Regions from separate parts of the Mus musculus genome. Here regions 2 and 3 are each linked to region 1. The links are chromatin contacts, called in public HiChIP or PLAC-seq maps. All regions are on one chromosome and are shown on one strand. Each heading gives the region's core, a stretch centred on a gene start, on an enhancer-like site or on the middle of the called end of the contact. The rest is flanking DNA. Distances are from core to core; before and after follow the strand shown.

The links. HiChIP or PLAC-seq counts read pairs in DNA pulled down with a chosen protein or histone mark.
Region 2: an H3K27ac HiChIP or PLAC-seq map of embryonic stem cells shows a contact between it and region 1, with 11 read pairs. The contact joins two enhancer-like sites. A contact is called at or near these places in 1 of 39 promoter capture datasets (liver), 2 of 15 datasets of contacts at CTCF or cohesin (CD8 T cells and large pre-B cells), 5 of 484 Hi-C or Micro-C datasets (B cells, Th1 cells and embryonic stem cells) and 11 of 115 datasets of contacts at active chromatin or transcription factors (CD4 single positive thymocytes, T-cell acute lymphoblastic leukemia, double positive thymocytes and 4 more).
Region 3: a contact with region 1 is called in an H3K27ac HiChIP or PLAC-seq map of embryonic stem cells, with 12 read pairs. The contact joins two enhancer-like sites. A contact is called at or near these places in 2 of 39 promoter capture datasets (the 3T3-L1 cell line and pre-B cells), 1 of 15 datasets of contacts at CTCF or cohesin (CD8 T cells), 7 of 484 Hi-C or Micro-C datasets (B cells, Th1 cells, double positive thymocytes and 1 more), 9 of 115 datasets of contacts at active chromatin or transcription factors (the HPC-7 cell line, bone marrow-derived macrophages, embryonic stem cells and 2 more) and 3 of 9 other capture datasets (adipose tissue, liver and pancreatic islet).

What each region holds. Positions count from the first base shown.
Region 1 is chr12:102,723,955-102,728,444 of GRCm38.p6, reverse strand. The region is part of intron 1 of Gm30296 (a long non-coding RNA gene); the gene reads right to left. Among named protein-coding and RNA genes, the nearest start is that of Gm30296, 15 kb to the right of the region's middle. Within about 2 kb of position 2,539, at least 44 of the 459 cell types and tissues checked have an H3K27ac peak or open chromatin away from gene starts, as enhancers often do. A contact at or near this core is called in CD8 T cells, Th1 cells and embryonic stem cells, where this site is marked.
Region 2 is chr12:102,616,359-102,620,848 of GRCm38.p6, reverse strand. The region is part of intron 3 of Itpk1 (inositol 1,3,4-triphosphate 5/6 kinase); the gene reads left to right. Among named protein-coding and RNA genes, the nearest start is that of Chga, 64 kb to the right of the region's middle. Within about 2 kb of position 2,113, at least 51 of the 459 cell types and tissues checked have an H3K27ac peak or open chromatin away from gene starts, as enhancers often do. A contact at or near this core is called in CD8 T cells, Th1 cells and embryonic stem cells, where this site is marked.
Region 3 is chr12:102,638,879-102,643,368 of GRCm38.p6, reverse strand. All of the region lies in intron 2 of Itpk1 (inositol 1,3,4-triphosphate 5/6 kinase), which reads left to right. Among named protein-coding and RNA genes, the nearest start is that of Mir1936, 44 kb to the left of the region's middle. Within about 2 kb of position 2,353, at least 100 of the 459 cell types and tissues checked have an H3K27ac peak or open chromatin away from gene starts, as enhancers often do. A contact at or near this core is called in embryonic stem cells, where this site is marked.

The sequences.
Region 1 (4,490 bases), core at 1,290-3,789:
CTAGAGCTGGCCAGGGTCACTCTCTGTGGGCCCACGTTCCTGTGGGCAAAGTCCTGACATCTAGCCAGGCCTGCCTTTCTTACTCTGTAGCCCAGGCAAGGACCTCATCTGTCGCTAGGTTCTCAAACAGGAAGCAGGCAACTCCATCACTCAGCAGCCAGGGGCCACACAGAGACACAGTCTGTGGGGTCCTCACTCACCACAGGTTGTCATCCATATGGCACTGAGCCCTTCCCCTAGGGAGATATGCAGGGATGTTGGCAAGACCACACGGGAGGAGATCACCAACCGAAGGCACAACAGGATTTTCCCAGAGGTCTCAGACTGGCAGCTCCCCTGTGGGCCACCTGCCAGCTCTACTGCTCCATTCTCCCAACCTTCCTACTCTCCAGGCCCTTGCCTGTCTTCTAATGTCTCCTTATTATCCCCACGTTGCCACAGTGCATTTATCTGAGTCCCCATCTGATAGAGCTAGCTTTCATTTTCTTCCCCCCACCCCCCGCAGTCCCCCTCTTTTCCAAGACAGGGTTTCTCTGGGTAGCCCTGGCTGTCCTGGAACTCACTCTGTAGACCAGTTTGGCCTTGAAATCACAGAGATCCATCTATCTCTGCCTCTGGAGTGCTGGGATTAAAGGCGTGCGCACCACCACCACCACTACCCCCTGGCAGCTCTCATTTTCTTATGCCTAAGAAGATCTAATGCTCACAGAATACAGTGTAAAGTGTTTGTGGGTTTTACAATGATCAGCGTTGACAGTCAACTTGCTATAAATCACCTGGGAAGGAAGTGTTACTGAGGGATTGTCCACACTAGCCTGGCCTGTAGGTATGTCTGTGAGAGATTGTCTTATTGAGTGAGGTGGGGAGTTCCATCCAACTGTGGGTGGCACCATTCCCTAGGCCACATGCAGTAGTGGAGGTCGGTCCTGAATTGTATGAGTGAAGAAACTGAACTGAGCAAGCAAGAGAGCGTGCATTCGCTTCTCTCTGCTCTTGATTATGAATGTACTGTGACTAGCTGCATGGCGTTCCCGCCTTGATTTCCCCACAGGGATGGACTATAACCTGGAACTGTAAGCTGAAATAAACTCCTTCCTCCCTGCAGTTGCTTACTGTCACAGCTACGTAAGTGACGCTAGGAAGGGCTTTCTGGTTGCTGATCCAGACCAGAAGGCCAAGACCCTCTGAACACCAGATCTGAAGACAGCAATCATTGAAAGACATTTTGAGACCTTTACGACGTAAGTCTGGGTGTAACTGGGGGGCTGGGTTGCATAGAGGAGTGGCTGTTGCTGTTGGAGGTAGAAGTGCCTCTGCCCTTTCCTTGGGCATGACTAATCCCGCAGCGTGAAATTCTGTAATGTGTGTGCTTGACTTTTTGCATTAGTTTGTTTCTGAGACAGGGCTTCTCTATGGAGTCCTGGCTAGCTTGGAATTTGCTATGAGGACCAACCCTCCTATTCACAGAGATCTCTCTGCTTCTACTTCCCAAGTGCTGGGATTAAAGACATGTGCTACCACATGTGTCTACTCTTTCAAATAGCTCAGTGACAGGCTAGGTTGTGGTGGCACAAGCCTGTGGTCTCAGCACCAAGAGGCTGAGGCAGGTGAATGGTGATCTGAGGCCAGGCTGAACTGTACTGAAATCTCATCACAAAAGAATAAGAGGGGAAGGAAGAGAGATGGAGGGCGTGAGGGTCGAGGATAACATGTAGGAATTGGTTCTTTCTATTATGACAGGCCTGGGTTTTGAACTCAGGTTGTCAGGCTTGGCAGCAAGTGCCTTTCTTTATCCACTGAGCTTCTCTCAATGGTCTTGTTTCTATTTTCCTCAACCTTGGCTACCATCTTGCTATATATAACAACTTCTTGTTCCCTAGTCATAGCTGACTGGGCCTCTGACCCAAGCGGGACCAATGGGCATCCTCTAGGGAATTTGAAACTGGGACAGAAAGAGGATCAGCTGCAGTCTGGTTTCTTTCTTGTCAGGAGACACGAAAGCCCAGCAAAAGTGAGCAAGAGGGATCCTTAGCTCCTTGACCCAGGCACAGATACCAATCTGCTACAACAGGAGATTGAGTGGACCCCGAACAATGCAAATCAAGAGGGAGAGACTGAGATAGCCTAGGCTATGGAAGCGTCCCAGCTCTTGCCTCCAGACAGACCAAGACTCCCATCATTCTCTAGTCTCAGACCTCAAAACGCACCTCTATGCTTTTCTAATAGACAGGGTGTGAGCATCTGTGTGTGGAGGCAGGCCCAGACTGGCTAATAGAGCCCGTTGTGCATAGTTACATAGTTCGTTCGTGGGTGGCAGTCAGCTAGCTACAGAAACTGGAAACCGCTACCAAGCAGGAACCCCTCCCTGAGAGCACCATATGCATTTCCCAGCACTCTCCCCTCCACCCTCTGGAGAGTCCCATAAGCTACAGCCCAGACCTTCTAAGTGAACTGGCTGCCGAGCCAACTCCTATGTGTGCTTAGACTGCTGCTGCTCTGAAGAAGCCTTCTGTAATGCTGGCAGGAAGCCAGTTTGATGCATAGTCATCTCAGGGCCAGGAGGACATCCTGAACCAGCCCAGAGTCCCGAGGCTTCTGTGTCATAGCCGTGGGTGGGCACAGACTCACCCAGGCCATAAATGCCAAGGTCCTTGGGGCTGAAGTCCATGTTCTGGAGGATGGGTGTCCCCTGTCCTCCTGGCACCCTCAGGTTCACTCCTGGTACATCTCCACTGACTGGCTTCTTACCACCCCCTCTCCCCCAGCCCTGGCCTGCTCAGCTGTCCCACCATCTACACGTGTATGAAGCCTCGGTTGGCTTTTTTTTTTTAATCAGGAAAGTTGGTGGGCCGTCTCCTAGGAACCCAGACAGTTTCCTTTCAAGAGATTCTCTGCTGCTCTCCCTACCCACTTCCCGCCCGCGTAGTAGCCCCCTCTGGCCATGACCCCGACACACCATTGCCTTAGAACTAGAGCATCTATATCACTATGTCCCTTTTTGAATCTTCACTATGCTGAGGGCTTCTCTCGCATCTATGGGCATCAGCATGACTGAAGGATGTCAGGGTGTGTCCCCAACTGAGAAAGTGCTTATCATGAGATCAGGGTGGAGCTGCTGACTAAGCATAAAGGTGTGTCACCCAGGATGTCATTGACATTGTTAAAGGAAGATGCAACCCAGATAGGCCTGGCACCAGCAGAATGCAGACAGGGGACAGCAATGGATGATGTATTCCCATCACCAGGGTCACAGGCAGAGAGACTGCAGGACAAGTGTGATGCCAAGAACTTGAGCGTGAGGCTACCAGAAATCTTGGCTCCTATTCTAGCTGTCCCATTGTTGGAGACAAGAGCAAGTCCTGTTGTCACCTTGATAATCGATCTCCTCACTTGTCCAAACGTTTTTACTGAATTGCTATCTGGACTATAAAAGATGGCATAGGAAGATGGCTCAGTGGGTCATACCCCTGCAGCCCAGCCTGACAATATAAGTTCAGTCTCAGGGAGAGACTAGCTGAAGGAAAGAGGTGACTCAGCTATCCTCTGACCACTGACCAACATGCTGGGCATACATGCTGTAGCCTGAGTATGCCCTGCCCCCTGAATGAATAAATATTTTAAAAATTTAAATGGGGGCCTGGAAAGATGGGCCATTGGGTCATAGCACTTGCTATTACAGAAGACCCAGGTTGGGTTCCCAGCACGCACACGATCATTTACAGTCACCAGGTCCAAGGACTCTGATCTTCATAGACAACTGGCACACATGTAAGCATAATACATTCAGGCAAACACTCATACACATGACAATTAAAAGTAGCTAAGTCTGGGGCTGGAGAGATGGCTCTGTGGTTGAAAGCACTGACTGCTCTTCCAGAGGACCTAGGTTCAGTTCCCAGCACTCACATGGTGGCTCACAGCTGTCAGTAACTCCAGCTCCAGGGGATCTGACACTCACACAGACATATACAAGTAAAACATCAGTGCACATAAAATAAATAAATTTTAAAAATTAGGGGCTGGTGACACACACCTTTAATTAATTCCAACACTCTGGGAGGCAAAGGCAGACAGATCTTTGAGCATTCAAGACCAGCCAAGTCTGCATAGTAAGACCCTGTCTTAAAAATAAATAAATATTAAAAATTAAATATATTCACTGGAAAAAAAACCCAACTAAAAAAGACAGGGATGTCACCCTGGACTGCCTGGTATCAAGAACGGTGGGTAAAAGTTAGTGTCTCATTTGCCTATGAGTCTGTGTTCTGCTGGTCATGTGTAAAAGAATCAGCTCTGCTTAAGGAAAGCAAATGAGGAATTTGTCACAGGAGAGAAGCGCTCACTTTCTCCCGGCTCCTGCTACCCCTTTCTTACATGGTAAAACTATTTTTAGCCAGGTTCAGAGTGGCTTAATTACTGCCTGCTTCCCAGCCTCCCTTACAGATTGACACGTTCTGCAACTAAGCTCCAGACAGCGGGGGTGTGAACAG
Region 2 (4,490 bases), core at 864-3,363, 110 kb after region 1:
GATTTACATTGCTGGGGTTACACGACCCATGGACGAAGGCTAGGGATTAGGTCCCTCGGGGCAAGACAGTAGGGACTATCAGCACTGACCTGATCATCTCTCCTTGGGAGATGCAAGTTCAGAGCCAGGCCACATAGATCCAGGAACTGACCCTTGAACTTGACCATGCTATGGCCTTCGTTTTCAAACTCTTGTTCAGTTTTCTGTATTGGACAGTAACAAGAAGGCATTGGCTTGGCTTGGGACCCAGGAGGAACAGAGATGCTATGATCAGGCATGGTGACTACAGGAGCAAGAAGCAGAGCCCAGGACCTGTTATACAGAGAGATCTTCCCTGCACCTTAAGTGTTTTGTGCAGTAGATCAAAGTGAAGGGGCTCTGCCTCAGAAAGGACTCTTCCAAAAGGACCCCATCTTACTCGGGTCCCCAGATTTTAGGATCATATGTAGAAAACGGTGACCTTTGGAGATGTTCTTATGAGCCTCTGGTCCTCAAGGAAGGGAGCTTCGGAACCAAGACCAGCTTCTTCCTTGTGTCCAGGTAGGCAGGTGGGAGGGTGTGGGCCTGGTGCGTACTGCAGTTCATTTGAGCCGGTTGTCATGGAGACCACGCCCGTTCAGTTTTCCCTTTGGATTAACCTCACAATGAGGGCTCGCTGGGATGATTCAGGGTTTTCTGCTCCAAGGGTCATGCAGCCAGCAGTCTGGCGCCTTTGCCCACTGCCTGAGACTTAGTTATCAGTGCACAGACATGGGCAAAGGTTCCCCCGGGGAGGGCCCTGCCTCCTGGGCCATTGGGGATGGGTGTGGCTGGTATACAGGAACCCTGGAGCCTCTTGGCTTCTCAGTGACTTCCTCTAGTGAGCAGTAACAACCTTCTCTGTCACTTTAGTGCCACCTGTCTAGTCTGACTGCAAGGGTTAGACTGGTGGCCCTGGGGCTCCCGAGACTCCCCAAATGGAGCATGCCTGTTGTAACCCAGCAAGTAGGCAGCTCTTCCATGGGTGGTCCCTGAAGAAAGACAGGAAGGAGGCATGAATCCAAAGTGATGGGTTTTCTCATTATTTGTGAGTGTGTGCATGCATTCACATATGAGTTTGTGGGTACATCAGGAGTGTGGGGGTTTTGCTTGATTTGTTTGAGACAGGGTCTCTCTTTGGCCTTGAACTTAGTAGGCCAGGCTGACTAACAAGCTCTTGGGACCTGTCTGTCTCCTCCTCTCTAACACTGAGATTATAAATATATGCCACCATGTGTTTGCGCTCTCTCTCTCTCTCTCTCTCCCTCTCCCTCTCTCTCTCTCTCTCCTTCCCCCCCCCTCTGTCTCTCTTTCTCTCTCTCTCTCTTCTCAGGGTTCTTGGTCAGTCTGTCAGTTGTCTGTCTGTCTGTCTGTCTGTCTGTTTGTCTGTCTGCCTTTTTGCCTTTTCAAGACAGTGTGTCTTTACCTAATCCTGGCTGTCCTGGAACTCACTATGTAGATGAGGCTAGCCTCTAACTCACAGAGATCCATCCATGTTTGCCTCCCAGTGCTGGGCTTAAAGGCATGCTCTACTACTCCTGGCTCTGGATACCTTCTTTAAGGGCAGCCTTGTGCTGTTCCTTCTACCTCTTCCTTCCCACACTAGCCCTCCACAGAAGCCACTCAAGCCTGACTCTTGCCCACCCTTTGTGCAATCGGTCTGTGTAGGCAAGGTCACCTTCGTGAGGATGCTCTATCCCGATAGTAGATGCAGTTCCTGTTCCAGGCCTTCCCCATCTTGGCCTTTACTTTCCACCACTTGGAAGTTCATAATTCATTGTCAGTTGTTGTTGTCTCTCCGGGGCCACCTGCTTCCAGGATCTTTGTCCCTACTGCTGCCCTCCACACCTGGCATATTTTGAATATGCCTCTGTGTTTGTCAATAGAACTGTGGGGAGGGAGTGTCTGGTTTGGGGCTGGGTGGGCCCTGTGGGCCAGGGATGGGTGGAGTACACAGCTCTGGGTGACTAGGAGCAGGGAAGAAGAAAGCCAGGAGATTTAGGGGGCAGGGGCTGCTGCCTGACATGTACGAGGGAATGTGCCCTGGAGCCAGCAGGCTGCAGAGCGGCGTGGCAGGGCCAGAGCTCAGGGAGTTTGGGAGCCAGTCTCTGGAGCTTGGACTTTCTCATGCAGAGAGATTAGGGAGTAAGACGAATGGTCATAAGGTCAGGTTAATTGATTGGGGGGGTGGGGCGCTCAGGATTTTTTTTTGCCAGTGCAAGGTGATCTTTAAGCAGGTAATCACTAGAGCTTGGACATCTGGACCAAAGAGGCCTCCATGCTCAGCCCCAAGTGTGCTGTATTTGTGTTTCCCTTCTCAGCTGCCAGGACAGGATAAAACACTACTTGTTACATCATCCCAAGGATACAGCAGGGAATTCCCGCCCCGACCCCATTTATTGGTTCCTTAGTTCTCCATCGGGTACCAACAGCGAGCTGTTCAGTCACCCTGTGGGAGCCCTGAGGCAGGAGACCCACCCTGTGGGTCTGGGCTCAGGCAGGGAGTGCAGCTTGCTTCTGTACGATAGACTTGGCAACCTCTGGTGGCTGGCGGAGAGCGTGGTGTTCAAGGCTCTTCCTGCTAGCTGGCTGAGGCTCTCTTGGGTCTTCAGGACCTTCAGGTGCTGGCACAGTTCCTCATGGTTAAGGCAAGGGGATGAGAAGGTGGGAAATCTCATGCCGGTTCTCAGTAGGTTCGCCCTGCAGGGAAGGGACTGAGCTCACTCCAGGACTCTTGTTTCCCTTTAAAAATTAAAATAGCCTACAAGGTTTTTGTGAGCATTTTTTTAAATTAATATATGCATATGTGCTTGGAGCAGTGCCTGGCATGGAATGAGAACTCTGTGTGTGTGTCTGTGTCTCTGTGTGTGTCTCTCTATGTGTGTAGGTATGTGTGTGTGTCTGTGTGTGTGTGTCTGTAGGTGTGTGGATATGTGTAGGGGTGTGTCTGTGTGTGTGTGTCTGTGTGTGTGTAGGTGTGTGTGTGTGTCTGTGTCTCTGTGTGTGTGTGTCTGTGTGTGTGTGTCTCTGTGTATGTAGGTGTATGTGTAGGTGTGTGTCTGTGTCTCTGTATTTAGGTGTCTGTGTGTGTCTGTGTCTCTGTGTATGTAGGTGTGTGGATATGTGTAGGGGTGTGTCTGTGTGTGTGTGTAGGTGTGTGTGTGGATATGTGTATGTAGGTGTCTGTGTGTGTGTGTCTGTGTCTGTGTGTGTGTGTCTGTGTATGTGTAGGTGTAAACACTGACCGTTTTCCTCCGTGTTGTCAGGTATATGGTAGTACATGCAGACCCTGTGGCACCAGTGGGGCACTCGCTATGCTTCTAATAAAACTGTCACTACAGTGACAGCAGCACTTTGCTCCCAGCTTTATCTGTGGCCATAGCCAGTTTATAAGTTCTCAATTGTAATTGGAGCCAATGAGGCAGCAATTATGAAAGTGTCCCTGAGTCGAGGCACGCCTGTGAGGGGGCCATGGAAATGTGACTCTGCCTAAAAGGCAGGGTCAGGGAGAGGCAGTAGCCAGAGGGACTTGGCTGTTATTCCTGGCTCTGCTCCTCACCAGTTAGCCCATGTTGGTTCCAGTCACTGTGCCTGCCATACGAGGGACGTTTTAGATGATACTTAACAGTCACCTTGGGATCGCCCCTCACTAGTTCCTAAGTGTGGCTGGCACCTCCCAAGCCATAGCCCCATCCACCCTTCCCTCTCAAGTACGGATGCAATAGCACAAGTGTGGAGTTCAATGTGGCAGCCTCCAGCACTGAGCAGCCCCTAGTGGAGGGTCTATGCTGTGCCGGAGGATGGAGGAGAAGGCAAGGGGACAAAGGTTTCCTTGTTCTTGACCTTCTAACCCAGTTAGGAAGCCAACATCTAAACCCACAAGAAGTTGTGTAACAGTCTAAAGTGAGCTTCTGTTGGTTTGCATGTGGGCCTCTGGGGTCAGAGCTAGAACATGGGACCCAGAAAAGATTTTCTATTGTCACAGCAGATGGATGACAGAGGCTGTCTTTGTCTAGTCACGTACCATGTGGACACCCTGCCTGGATCCTGCCCATCTCTTACTAGCTGTTCCTTATCTCAATCCTTGAGATAACAGAATGAGTTACGAATTTTTCAGGCCTAAGGAAGCTGCCACCTCCCGAGGATCATTTAGAAAGAGGCAGGACTGTGGCTATCACGTATATTCTTGTCATATGTGCATGAGGGGCTCCTTTGGACAGTAGCTAATGGTGCCTTTAGCTACTTCCCTTTCCCTCAGCTGGCTGGAGGGTCAGTAACTCAGGGTCACCTAGGAAGAGTTCAGTACCTTGGATTGCTTCTGACCCAGCTGGTGCCATGTGCTGATGAAACACAGGCTAACAGAAGCCAAGGGACTCAACGCTGCTTATATCCCAGTCCCAGAACAGCAGACTCAGTACAGGGCGGCCATGTGGTCAACCTCAGGATGACTGCAAATCTCAGCCAGAAGGCCA
Region 3 (4,490 bases), core at 1,104-3,603, 85 kb after region 1:
TAGGTGGTGTGGTGCTGGCACTTGGGGGATCTTGATGACTTTGGTACTGTGAGATGGCTGGGCAGGAATGGTGGAGAAGTAGTGTACTCAGGTTAACCTAGAACTCACTACATAGACCTGGTGGGCAAATAGCTGTTTGTCTTTCCTGTCATGTCCTACCTCCAGAGAGCTGTGGGCCCTCAGACCCTACATGAAACCAGTCTGAGCCCAGCTGGGCCCCGTGTCCCCTCACGTGCATCCTCTAAGTCCTCAGTTTTCTAGTCTGTGAAGTGGATATGAATCCTGTGTTGTATTTTTCTCTGGGCGATGAAGATAGCTGTTTCTAAAACTCGAGCAGTTTAGCCCCGAAGGAAGTCAGCATTGCTGGAATTCATAGCTATACATATGGTCTGATTGAGAGGAACAGCCCAACCTCTTCCAGACCCTCTTCCTCTGGTGACAAGAGGAGACATGTGGTATGGGTAAGGTAGGTTGGGGGGGGGGGGACACAAGCCACCTGGACACAACCATGAGCAAAGAACAAGGCGTGAAGGCAGAGGCAGGTGGGCGGGAGACTCTTGCACCCAGAGCCTTGCCTTCATTGGGTAAGAGAGAGAAAGCCTGTGGTGTTAAGTATGGTGGCATACATACTGTGACAACTGGGGGGGGGGGGTATCAGAGAATCCTCTCAAATTTGATGGGCATCCTCCTTAGGATGCCACCTCAGTTCAGGTGGGATAAAGAAGGCAGGAAATAGCCTATAACTTTTAGGAAGAATTCTCAGGGAACCTTGTTTTCTGGCCCGCCCTGGAGGGAGACGCCCCTTTCCCCTGGGACCAGGTTCCAGGTGCCTGCCTGAGCCCGGTTCTTTGTGGAAAGTGCTTTCTCAGCCTTAAACTCGTTCCACTCTCTTTTCCCCTCTCACAAGGGCATATGGGTGTAATTTCCTTTTCCTGTGTTATTATAATTGTACAGTTGGAAGTGGCCAAATGTTAAATGGTGGGAATTGGTTCAATAAATGACATTGTATTGACCTTTTGCTGGTAGCACTTTAGAAGATACAAAATGTCTTAGGAACGTGTTCCTTATAGCACATGATCTGATCGGAAAGTGGCAGGCAAGCTCTCCTCTCCCCCCCCCCCCCCCCCGTTTTTTGGGAGGGGGAGGGGCGGTTAAAAGTTGCAAGGATGCATAACAAAATGTTACCAAATGCCTCAGAAATCAAGTTGATTGTTTGGTATGGGTACGTGGGAGTTTTAGACCCCTTACAACAGCCCGTGAGTTAAATACCCCCCCCCCCCCCCGACCCCTGAGACAGGGTTTCTCTGTGTAGCCCTGGCTCTCCTGAAACGCACTCTGTAGACCAGGCTGACCTCGAACTCAGAAATCCGCCTGCCTCTGCCTCCCAAGTGCTGGGATTAAAGGCGTGCGCCACCACTGGCCGTGAGTTAAATTGATAAGGAGGAAAAGGCGTTTCTTTACAGTGGTATTTCCTTACAGTGGCATGAGACTCTGTCAAGCAACCCAGGAGAAGCCTCAGGTCTGAGGCCTGCAGAGGAAGTGTCACCTGAGCCCTTTCTGGCTTCAGCTCTCACACCTGCCCTTACCCGGAGGCTGGGTTTGAATCTTAACCCTGTGTGTTGAGTTTCTGCTTGGCCTTTGGTTCCTTGGGGTCACAAGGGACTGGCTGGCTCTGCAGATGACTGCAAGTGGGCACAGAGGGTGTCCCCAGTCCAGGTTAGTCTCTGGCTGCCATTTCCTTTCTACTGTGAGGCCCAACCTCTATGGGTCTAGAAATGCTTTTAATAACTTTTAGTCGACTTTGAATTTTCATTGGAAGTCAGTATGGGTTTGGTTCATAGCCATCTCTGAAAGGAAGGCAGATGCCTCTATTTTGTCCTGTCTACCCATGTCATCGTTGTAGTCCCTAGCCCCTCCCCTCCCTTCCATGCAGGTGCCATCTGATGTCCTTTATGAAAAAGTGATGGTCTTTTTTTAAAAAACAAAACACACGAGGGTCTCTCTTATGTAGTTCTGGCTGTCCTAGAACTTGATATATGACCTGTGTTTGAGGCTAGCCTCGAACTCACAGAGATCCACCTACCTCTGCCTCCTGAGTGCTGGGCTTAAAGGCGTGAGCCACTACCATCCAGCTAGCAATGATGGTCTTACCCTCTCCTGTCAGCTTCTTGCAGCATAAAGCAGGTGGCTAGGAGATTTGTTCTGGATTAGGGTTTCTTCTGCAATTCCCAGTAACTGGGGCTGGCTAGATCCAGAGTAGTAGCCACCCAGTGGGTAGGGGAGCAGGGCAGCAGCCTCTTGGGTCCTCCTGTGTGGTAGCCTGGCTCCACAGACTCCTCTGATAAGCAGGGGTCATTGGTTTAGCAGAAAGGGAGCATTGTTAACTTACAGGGGCGTTGTCAGAGGGAGGCATTGTGTGTCCCGAGGCTTTCTCAGCATCTCAGCGGGTGTTGGAACATTGGAACCCCCACCCCATGGCAACAGGTAAATCTCTTCTGGTCCCTTGTGTCAGCTAGCATCTTTCAGCCCTAATCCCTGTCTGCATGGAGAGGTTTTTCCTAGCCTCCCCCCCACCCCCACCTGCCTGCCCCTCCGGGTACTGAGTGGGAGAGAAGGCAGTTTGTTAGCGATGATCCCTGAGCTCTGGCATGGAGCAGTGTTCCTTGGGGAGAGCCCTCAGCTGCTCCAGGGCTGAGTCTGGCTGAGTCTGGTTGAGTCATGAGCCACATGGGTCTCAGAAAGCAGAGAGTAGGTTGGGGGTGGGGAGCACTCGGAGACTGTCACCAGCAGTGACAGGTTTCCAGGGCCAGATGGGGCCCGCATCCCTGCCAGCATCTTGGTTGTCACATTTTGTTTTGGCTGTGTTCGTTTGAAAGGCGCTGATATTTGGAGCCCAAGGCATGTTACCCTGTGCTTTCTTGGTATCTTTAGTTTTATCTTGAATTTTGGGAGGTGCCTGGAATTCTTCTCATACTGACTTAGAGAAGCTATCCCAGCGCACTGACCATTTTAGATGGGTGCAGGTGACCCGGGCCAGGAATGGCTTCTCCCAGCAGTGACTCCCTCCATGGCTCTCTTATCTGCACCCACGGCTCTCTGGTCATGGGTTCCTCTGGGAAGGGTAGGTTCACTTGGGAAGGGGTGGACACCTCCAGGACAGCTGCCAGACTCTAAGGATGTTACTTAGGAAGGAGAAAAATTTGAGTTAGGCTCCCCAGTGTTAAAGTTAAGCTGGGACAAAGAGGCCGCTTAGTACCACATGGCCATGTCCCACCAGGTCCACTACCCACATGACCCAAGGTGCTGGCCTTCTCAGATGCTGGTTTCTTATAGGGAACAATGGGGCTAGCAACCGAAGAGAAGGCTCTGGCAGAAGGCTACTCCAAGTTAGCTGAATCTTGCCTTTGCTGTCTCTTGGTGCCAAGTAGGACTGGTAGTACCTGATGGTACTGGGCCTGCTCCCACCCACAACAGCACTGCATGTGCCTGGTAGACCACGCTCTCCTACTCACTAGGGTCTGGCGTGGCCACGTCCCAGGCAGCATTGATTTTATTTATTTATTTATTTTAAAGCTGTCTGCTTTAAAATAATAAATAAATAATTTCCATGTTTATTTGGGACTTAATGGTGAATGTGTTCAGTTACATCCACTTCCTCTGAGTGGACTTGACCCCAGCTTGAATTGCTCTTATTGCTACCATATCCTTGGGCTAGTCATGCTGAGCCCCTATATTTCAACAGCACACTGTGTTTTCCCTGAAGCCCCCTCCCCCACCATTCATTGTCCCCATCTATGGAGTGAGCACTGGTTACATGTGTGAATGCCACGGTACCTGTCTCCCTTCTCCTTGGCCCTTCTTGGTGGGTGGCCCCCACATGCCTACACAGCCAGCACAGATATTCCTTGAGCCCCTAACCTCTTGCATGACACAAAGTTCCCAAGGCATCCAGGCAACAGGCCCTGCCCTCCAGAGGAAGGCACAGTACTCCGGATGTCAAGCCCTGAGGGGGCCCACCTCAGCTTCCATCCTCGGGGAGGACTCCCCTGAGCATACAAGTGAAAAGAGAAGGTGGAGGGAGCTGAGGTCCACTTCTGAGGTGACTGAGGTATCTCCAGAGGGCAGGAACATTTTTGGGAAAGAGAGGTTCTGGGTCGAATTGAGAAACTTGGGAGCCTCTCTGCATCCCAGAGAGTATGATGGCTTTGCCCTTGGTAGAATGGACTTTTCCATAGTCAGCTTGCTCCTGCAGGGCCCTGGAAGGTGGTTGCCATAGAAACTCCCCATCTCTGCGGGTGGTGTGTGGCTGAAGCCACCTCCCAGTTCATTCTAGCATGCTTGGGGAAGGATTCTGAAATGGGGCCATGGGAGAAAGGCATGAAGCCGGGGATTAGGAAACTGGAAAGCACTGGCCTATTTTTGGCCCTCACATTTGGACAGGGACCTGGGACCCCAGCCTCAGAGCCCACTCCTCTTCAGTTTCTGATAGT